2 separate regions of the Neogale vison genome follow, and region 2 is linked to region 1. A link is a contact called in public Hi-C data. All regions are on one chromosome and are shown on one strand. Each heading gives the region's core, a stretch centred on a gene start, on an enhancer-like site or on the middle of the called end of the contact. The rest is flanking DNA. Distances are from core to core; before and after follow the strand shown.

The links. A called contact is a pair of places that touch in the nucleus more often than the background predicts.
Region 2: a Hi-C map of fibroblasts shows a contact between it and region 1, with 8 times the contacts expected there. The contact joins the enhancer-like site here to the promoter of ZEB1 in region 1. A contact is called at or near these places in 2 of 3 Hi-C or Micro-C datasets (fibroblasts and muscle).

What each region holds. Positions count from the first base shown.
Region 1 is chr12:118,108,267-118,113,046 of ASM_NN_V1, forward strand. It overlaps ZEB1 (zinc finger E-box-binding homeobox 1), which reads right to left and starts at 1,822. Exons shown (of 9, transcript XM_044228912.1): 1 at 1,736-1,822. The coding sequence starts at 1,793.
Region 2 is chr12:118,624,560-118,629,339 of ASM_NN_V1, forward strand. All of the region lies in intron 2 of LOC122891751 (a long non-coding RNA gene), which reads left to right. Among named protein-coding and RNA genes, the nearest start is that of SVIL, 160 kb to the right of the region's middle. Within about 2 kb of position 2,757, the one cell type or tissue checked has open chromatin away from gene starts, as enhancers often do. A contact at or near this core is called in fibroblasts, where this site is marked.

The DNA.
Region 1 (4,780 bases), core at 572-3,071:
TAAAAACTCGTTTCAAAAATAACGTAGGAACCAAAATGAGCCCCTCGGTCCGAAATGTACGTGTAATTCCTTATATAGACTCGGCTGCAGCCAGCGGCAGGGCCGTTGCCGCCCATTATTATACAAACAGGTACCCGGCCGGCGCGGGCGGGGGACCTCGCCCCGCGCTACCGCCGCCCCCGGGCGGAGAAGTCTCGCCCCTCTCGCCACAGGAACTGTCCAGACAATAACAATCAGCAGACATTTCGCTGCTGAACAAGAGGGAGAGAAAGCACAGAATCGCCCCCAAGATAAGCAGAAATACAATCAACTTACAACGTCTCTCCAAACTGGAAAAGGCGACTGTGCAACAACAACCACATGTTCGGGTCTCGCTCTCTCTTGCTGTCTCTTTTTCTTATTTATTTATTTATTTATTTATTTTTAACTCTCATGCCAGGCAGAGGGGTGTGTATTGCCCCGGCACTTCAGCACAAATCAATAAACACTGCAGCTGCAGCGACAGCAGCAGACCCGTGCGTCCGTCGGTCCGTCTGCCCCCTCCCCCACCCTCCTTCCACCCGAGACCAAGAGCGCCATCCAAGCTCCATTATCCGGCTTCAGCGCTCCGTGCGTCCGGCCCAGGTAACAACTTCCCCAAAAACCGAAAGAGAAAAATGAGAAGCGTACGCACAGAACCCCATCCCAACGCGGAGAAGGAGTCTCCCCCGGGGAGGGGGGATCTGTCTGTGGTGCTTCCCTGTCTCTAAGACCAGGTAACAACTCCACAAACACACCCGCTGCCCAGCTCGCCGCCATCCACAGATCTCCCACAGCAGCAAGTAGGTGCCCGCTCCTGCCCCATCTCCTCTGCCGCCCCACCAGCTCCCCACCGAATGTGGACCTCACTCGCGGGGCTCGCCTCGGCGTCCCCAGCCGGGAGCCCGCGGTATAGTGGCCCGAGGCGCGGGGGAGGAGGGGCGCTTAGGGACCCGCGCCTCCGCTCCGCTAATCCCCATTCCGCGAGCGCGCCTCGCCGGCCGGTCACAACTTTACCGCCGCGGGCCGAGCCCGGTCCGCCAGCGGCGCGCACCGCCGGCGCCCGCGCACACGCGCGCACGGACGACACGCAGCCCGCGGCCGCCGCGTCCCGCCGCCGCCGCCGCCGCCCGCCGAGCGCCCGCAGCCCAGCCCGGCTGGAGCCGCGGGGCCCGAGCGACGGCGCCGGCCGGGGCCGCGGCGCGCGGAAGCCACTTTGCACGGTCAGCGCCGGCCACAAGTTTGTTCCTCGGCTCCCGGGGGCCTCCGCGCTGAGGGAGAATAACGCGGAGGGGGCTGAGAGGAGGGGGAGAGGGGAGGCGCCGAGGGGCAAAAGAGTGGGGAAAAGTGCGAAAAGAAGCAACAGCCGCTCCACCCGGGACCAGAAAAGTGGCCGGCCGCGTCCCGGCCGCCCGCCCTGCGCCGGGGATGCGGCGGCTAACGGTCCAAGGAGGCGGCAGGGGCGGCAGGAGCCGCTAGGCGGAGAGAGACCAGGTAAGAGACATAACGGTTCAGGGAGAGCGAGCGGCCGCGGCGCGGCTCCGGCAGCGGCAGCAGCGGAGGGGGGCAGAGAGCACTACTTTCTACTTTCCCACTCCACTTTGCCCGTCTCTGCCCCGGCCGCCCCCAGCCCGGCTCGCCCCCCTCACCCCCGGGGGCGCCCCGGCTGCCCGGCTCCCCCTGACTCCGCTGCTCCCCGGTCCCCTCCGCCACTCACCGTTATTGCGCCGCGGGTTCGCCTGCTTTCTGCGCTTACACCTGGGGCCATCCGCCATGATCCTCTCGCTTGTGTCTAAATGCTCGAGTCACCTCCTCCCCCTCCCTCCCCCTTCCCCCCCACCCCTCCGCCTCCACCCCTCCCCCCTCCCCACCGCACCTGGTTTACGACACTCGCGGCTTTACGACATCACCTTCCTTACACCTAGAGCCGCTCGCTCTACGGCCGGAACCTCGTTGCTAGGGAGAGGACGGTTTGCGGCAACCGTAGAAGCAGCAGAGTTTGAATTGAGGGGAGAGGGAAAAGTTTCCCTCAGGTGTCGTGGGATGGGGGAGGGGGGCGTTGGGAAACTGTGGAGACGCGGTCTGAAGGGCGGCAGGCAGTTGGAGTGAGAAAGGTAAAGTAGGAGGCTCAGCAGCGTTGTGTTTCTTGAACTGGCCACACCCGCCGCGGCTGCCTGGGGCGCGGACGGGTCTGGCTGATCGCTCTCAGGACCCGGTGCTCTCAGAGGTGCCCCCTTGCAGTGACCGGAGCAACCTGTCCTCCGGCTTGGTCAAGGTTGGGCTCCGCTCCCACGCAGCGTGTGTTCTCTCAGCGCATCTTGGGGCGCGGGAGAGGGTCGTGCTCTGGGCTACCCGGGGAGTTCCCAAGCGTGGAGGGAGGGCAGGTTCGGGGAACCGTAGGGACTGATTTGGGAAGCTCGGCCTCTGACGGCGAGGACACGCGGCGTCACGGAGAGACTACCTGACCCCGCAGTTCTGACTCCCTTGCCTGACACGGACGCACGGTTTTCCCCCAAGCAAGCAGGGATGGGAAGTGGCTTCAATTAGATAAAACTTCAGCTGGACCGAAAGAGAGGCGAGAAGTTCCTCTTGCAGGCAACACCGGCGGTGAAGCAGAATGAGTAATACCCACACGGCCCCTGTCTCACTTCCTCATCCGCACCAGGCTCTCACCTGCTGTCACCTCGGCCTCCCCCGCCCCGCCGCCGAGCTGTGGGCCCTCCTCCCTGCTTTCCCCTTAGAGTAGACGGAGAGCGGAGGCGCTGAGACGTAGAGTTAAGGTACTAAGGGGCCATGATTTACTACCTAAATGGGCAGTTATCGCTGAATAGGACCTTAAGGCAAGAGACAAGGGCTGACAAATGTCTTTGAAATTGATAGATTGCCGATCTTATCTCAAGTCTCTCACTTTATACAAGTTTGGGGATTTCTGAAAGACCATATAGATAACACTACAAATAAGAAAGTCAGGTCTTCCGTATTGAGTAGGATTTAGCTTTCCCTCCCAGCCATCCCTCTGCCCCGTTCAGATGAGGCCATGTCTTTGGTACCAGCTTTATAGAATAAATGAGCTGTATTTCAAGTAATTTAGCTGTGAATTAACAATGTAAAAGTTACTGATGGAGGGAAGCCTGGGTGGCTCAGTTGTTAAGCGTCTACCTTCAGCTGGGGCCCTGATCTTAGTTAGGGTCCTGGGGTTGAGCCCCTCACAAGGCTCCGCGCTCAGCGGGAAGCCTGCTTGTGTTTCTTCCTCTCTCGCTGTGTCTCAGTCAAATATATAAATAAAAGATTTTTTAAAAGTTACTGATAGAGAAATTGAGAAAACTGAAATGTGACTTAGAGTATTAGAAATAAGTCACCCAGCACAGTGCTGTCACATTGTAGGTGCTCAATAAATTTGTAATTTTTGCCATGCCTATGGCAAGATTATTATATTAAAATCATCTTTTAAACACTCTAGAAGTTTAGAAGATCCATTAATAATCTCTTCAAACCTTTCAACTGAAATAAATTTACATCTGAAGTCTGGTAATTCAAAATTAGAAAGTTTAATCCTGAATATAGATGAAAATTTTCTCTCCCACATTTTCTTTGGCATTTAGAGAAGTGAATGCATTATTTATTAGTGCATGAAATGTGACTGTAAATATTCTTTGCTATACATTATGTCTATATATCTACTCATCCTCATGCCAAAACCAGAATCATTACTCTTAATGATCATTTTAAGAACAGGCAGTCCTCAATTTCCTTAATACCATGTTAACTGCATTTGTGTATGTCAGAACCAGAACCATGTCCATGTTTTGCTTGGTTCAAGCAGTAATTTTTTCCTACCTCCTAAAAGCTGTACAGTGTTCTTCAGTTGCCTTCTGAGTCCAGCAATTCCTCCCACAACACACAACTTTTTTTTTTATATAGCTACCCTAATTTCCAGTCAGAAAGGGAAAAAAAATACTTTCTAAGTAGAAAGTGTATAACACACATTCTATCTACTCTTAAACTTAGGCAGTATTGCTCCTGTCCTTTTCTCTTTCTGAAGTGCCTGTCCTATACCTCCCTACTAAGCTTCCTTTAATATTCATCCTCTCTTAAAATCAAAGAGACAAAGGGACAAGTAGGTAGTTACTGTCATCCTTGCTTCAATGGTTACTGGTTTAATTAGCTTGGGCTAGACTTTTTTTGTTTTTCATTTCTGTGCCCTCAGAACCTAGTGTAGTACCTAGTTACATAGTAGATGCTCAATAGGGAAATATTTCTTAAATTAATATTCTTGACCTTTCCTATATAAAGTGAGGATTGTTTATCTGCCTTCGTCACATTAGTTGCTAGGAACAGTTGAAGTCATGGATGTAAAAGCTAAATACTATCATTTTTATTTTGCCTTATTTTGAAACTAATTGATTTTGATTTTAGTGTCTCCATAATGCTTTTTCCGCAAATGATTAACTCTGCTCACTCCTGTGTTTTAAATATACATAGGAAATTTGTTGATATCCTAAATCTTATAATATGAAATTTCAGTTTTGTAAAATTCTGGAATAATGATATATATTACAAATTGAATATTTGATTAATACATTTTGTTCACCGTAACATTCCCAAAATTGTTGAAATCTTGACTGAAAAGAAAGCAGATGAAAGTAAATCTCAGAATAAATTGTTGCCTTATGCATATGTGATGGTTGCTTCTTATCTCTTAAATATAACTAAATAATTGGAAAAAATCTTTAGAATAAGTTTAGAAAAGGGAGAACTTTAT
Region 2 (4,780 bases), core at 1,507-4,006, 520 kb after region 1:
GCAGTGGTGCCTGGGCTGGAGGGGAGGGGACAGAAACAATGGAAATCCCTAGGCAGCTTCTCGCAGGTGCTCAGAGTTGGCTTGATGCTCCTCTCAGCCCCTCTTCAGAGCTGCTCGGAGCTCACCCCCAGGAGCCTGCCGGGAGCGAGACCCTCATTGGCAGCTAAACTTCAGCTGTACAAGACAATCCCCTCGGACCGGCTTCCCCGAGGGCTGAACAGGTGCAGCCCCTCTAGTGTGCGGGACCTGGGGGAGCTCAGGAGTAGGGAGGCCTCCTCCAGGCACCACCGCTTCCAGTCCATCCGTGGTAGCTCCTGCTGCCCGCTCGGGCTCTTCCACATGTCAGGCTTCTGCAGAAACTTCCCTGCAAAGATCGCCACCCGGTACGTATATGTTGCTCCACCGTCTAGTGGCTGGGGGGTAAACAGCGCCGGCATTTTCCCATGAGTTGCGAACCTTCAGAACTCCGGCGGCCAAGTCTGCACACCGCCGGCACACGCTGGCCCCCCTCGACCACGGCTGCTCCTTTCCCGAACACCCCGACCCTCCCAGGTGGATCCCTGCCTCAGGCCAGCAGATCGGAGGCCTGTTTTCAGTCAGCACACTGGCGGGGTGGGACTGCCCAGAAGACCCTCCAAACATCTCTCCAAGGCCCAGGGCCATGGGGGAGGGGCCCAGCATTGAGAGAATGCAGAAGCCTCCATACTGGCCTTGCAGAGTCAGAGGGGAAGGAATGTTCTCTCAACATGGAGCCTTCCCGAAACTGTGACCTGGCATCTTAGCATGTTAGTACATGTGTGGGAAGGCAAGTCTGGAGCCTGGGACCGAGATAAAAGCAGTGGACACCCCATTTTCAGGCTAACAGGCCAAGGAGATGAAGGGAGGGAGGGCAGCTCAGACAGCAGGAGGTGGGCAGACGTTGCCAGTGGGCCTATAATAGAGGCCTCCAGAATATTCCAAATGCTGTGATGCAAAGGGCCCAGGAAGCAGCGCCACACGGCTCTCCAATCTAGAAGTATCGGTAGCATTTGTGGGAGCTGGGTGGTCTCCTAGACTGTGAAGCGCAAATTCCCCCAGGATGGGTGTACTTTCAAGAGTCTGTGGGCCAGTTTCCTGGAGGACAAAGGGGTGCTGACAAGCAGGAGGAAAGAAAGGAGCAAGGAGAGGAGTGTGGCCATAGTTCATCTCCTTTACAATTAGGCCCTGGGTGGCCCAGACAGCAAATGGTGAAGCAGTCTTTTTAAAAAATAAGGAAAGGACACAAAAATAGTAAGAGACTTGCCCTTAGACTTGACTCTCACAAAAACCCTAGAAGCTAGCGCAGCTTTGTTTGAAAGACCTGGGTGGTGGTTAAACAGGTGGGCGAAGAGGATCTCGGGCAGCTGTGGAGAGGTGATGGAAGACACCGGACCAAACGGCTGCCGGCGGCCCCGGCTTCCGAGCTGTGGGCCTGGGAGTCCTTCCCTGCACTGGGATGGGAGGCCGGGAGGTGGTGGAGGGTGTACCCAGGAAGGCGGAGGGCCGCCAGGCTGACTGCACCCCCACAGTCTCATTCCTGGGCTCAGCACGCTGCAGGGAAAGCGTTTGGATCGTTAATAGAAAAGAAAGGTAGAGAATATTGAGTTTCTGATTAGGCCTGCTGCCTGCTGCTCATCAGATCAGCTCTGAGTCCTCATGGGCCACAGTTCGTTGTTATGACTGGTGAATAAATGATTATTATCTACATAATATCCCAGGCAAAAGCGGCCTAGGCTGCCAAGGCTCCGGTGCCATCCCTTAGGGGTGGGGAAGGGCTGGGCCCGGGCAGCTGTTCTGTGCTCCGTGGCAGCTCCGGGACCTCCCAGTAAAGCTAGACCTGAGAACGCAGTCAGGGCAGACACCCAGGGCCTTGGGGCCAAGCTGGTGGGCTGAGCTCAGGTAGGGGCAGGAAGAGAGATGGGGGTGGCCCGTGTGGCCTGTAACTGGCACCAAGCCCGCTCCAAGCCATCCTGGCTCTGCACACGCTCCCCACACGCATGAAGGAGGCTGCAGGCTCCCAGCCCCTTCTGGAAGGAAGGAACAGAAACCCCATCTGAATGACCTCTCTCTCCAGCAGACCCCAGGTCCTGCTGCGTGCAGGGGTGCAGAGGCAGGGCCTCACCTGAGTTGAGCTGGAGGGTCGAGGGGCTGCTTTAGTGTTTGGTGAGCACCTTCCTAAACGCGAGACTGTCACAGCATTTTCTTGTCCCACTCTCCCTCTGGGCACCGTCTCCAGACCCAAGAGCCATGGAAGCTGCAGGCCCCCTGCTGGGGCCACATAACGCAGGCACGGCTCGGCAGTCACATTTAATTTTCCTAAGCTGTCACATCTCCGCCTCTGGATGGCACGGCTCCCTGGAGAGGGGATCTCAGCCTCGCCTGCATGGTCCCCGCTTCTGTGTACCAAATGGCTCCAGCGCTTCAGGTCTGCAGCAGGCTATCAAGTAGTGCGGGTGGACTGCCAGCCTGCAGGGCCAGCCCTCCTGGAGGCGTCACTCTCCATCCTCTAGAGACCCTTCCAGCTTCAGGATGACCATCCTCAACCCGGTACGAAGACCAGAGCCGGGTCGGAACTTCCGATGGCCAGCGTGAGCCCCGTGGCCTTTGGCACCCGCTCAGATGCCGGCTCTAAGAAAAAGCAGGGCTTCCTGGTCCCCGTGGGCCCCTCCCGCCTGCAGTTTCCTTTCCTCTGGTTTTGTAATCTCTGCTCATTGCCAGGCACTTTCCATTGTAAGTGACTTCATCGTGGACTTAAGTCTCCGTCAGTCCGGCGAGTGGGGACCGAGCCAAATGGTGTTCTGATCAACTCATCCTCTAGTGTGTTCTGGCCTCGCTCAGCAGCACAAACACGCACCTCTGCGTACAGCTGGCTCCCCAGATGGGCCTGAGGCCCCCTCTGCCGGCAGCCGGCCTCCATGGCACCCGGCAAGAGGCCCTGCCTCAGGCGGCCAGCCAGGCCATCTGCACTATAGAAGCAAACTCAGAAAGTCGACAGGCATTTTCCTTAGCACGGTGAGATGACTGATAACCCGCTCTCCTCACTTGACTTAACTAAACTTCTGTGCTTGGGGATCACATCCACGGTTTAGATGCGTGGCCCTTCGTGGCATGTGGCACAACCTCCCACAAGCTCAGGAGAGCTTTATAGGGTTGGGTCTGTGCGCTGTTGGCTTCTTCACTCCGAGATCTCGCTGAGATCCCACGTTGGGCAAAGAACCCTGCTCATGGCAACAGTTAGTATTTCTGCATAAATGTGTGAACCACTCTATGAATGACTCAGTGGGTGGCTTGTTGCTATGTGGGAGAAAGGTCTGGTCACTAAAATAGCAAGAAATGAAAAAGGCCTGTTCTAGAGCTCACGAGGCCAGTCACCAGGTGCTCTCAGAAGCTGCCCAACCTGGTACCCCGCCCCAAGGCTAAGGACCCATTAGCCCATCTGAGCTCTGTCAATAGTCCCCCAGAATTCATAAGCTGGAAGTTCTCAGAACATCTTCCTGAACACACATCATGTTGAAATCCTCACAGGTAGATGGAGGTACAGGCAGATAAGCATCAGGTCAGGCCACATAGAATAAAAATAGACTAATGACCCAATGGGTGTTTTTTGTTTTTTTTTTTCGTTGCCTCTTGGGGCGGATTTCCTGAGGAGTAGGAGTGTGAAGCATTTGCCCCTTGCCTCAGGAAATCCTGACTCCCCAGATGGTGGTTAGAGCAAACACCTCTGTCACCTCCGCCTCAGAACCAGGAAGAGGCCTAAGTAAAGACTTTTCATTTGGCTTTGGAAGGTCAGGGGACAAGGACAATGGCTCCTGTGATAACTGGCCAGTCTTAAGGGAGAAGTCATTTGTCACAGCTTCTGAGCACAGTGAGGCCCAGAACATGGCCTGGGTCCATGTAGGGCAGGCAGGTGGCCCACAGCCCACGTAGTCCTCACTGAAGTTTGAATACACAGCACCTCTCTCTCTGAGGCAGCTTTTGTGGTCCGCTCTGACAGGCTGGAGTTCTGTCAGAACCGCTGGTGGAAGCCAGGGAAGGCCTCTCCTCCAGGTCACAGGGGTCCTTTAGTCCCATCCCGAATAGATGTCCACACCTGAGCCTGTGGGCACACTCTAACCCCCACGCTTGGGACCAGGGACCACCCTGCCAAGACCTGTTTCAGCATTAGCTCCAAACTCTTTGCTGGCTCCCTGAGGCCTGGCTCCATTCCCCTGCCCCCGCCTCTCCCCACAGTAGGTCCCTCTGTCCTCCTGGTACCCCATGGGCCCCCCAACTCCAGCCTTTGCCTTTCATTCTCTCAGCAGCCACACCTCACCGGACTTCCCTCCAGCCTGCAGCTCCCAGGCCACATTCCGTCTCTTTCCCTTGTCCGTCCTCATCTAATAGGAACCCCATCCTGAATGCCCCCTTTTCTCAACTCCCATGGCCCTTGAGTATCAGGCAGAACTTGCTGGTGTTTTTGTCTCTGCGAGTCTATAATAAATCCTTTGAGGGGAGATACTGTGGTGACAGAGGATGGGTCTTTGGCTTTGGCTCTTGGGCTCTGGTCCTGGCTCTGGGCTCCTCTTTAGCTCTCTAACAAATTATCCCACCTCTGTAGCTCCCAACTTGGTGGGGGGGGGGGCATGGTTTTGCCATGTTTGGAGACTTTTGGGGGCATCAAAAAGTGCTGGTCAGCAGCACCATGGGATGGCGCTCCCCATCTCTGTCATGCCAAGGCCGGGGATGATGCCAAACGTCTTACACTGTACAGTCCGGCTCTCTG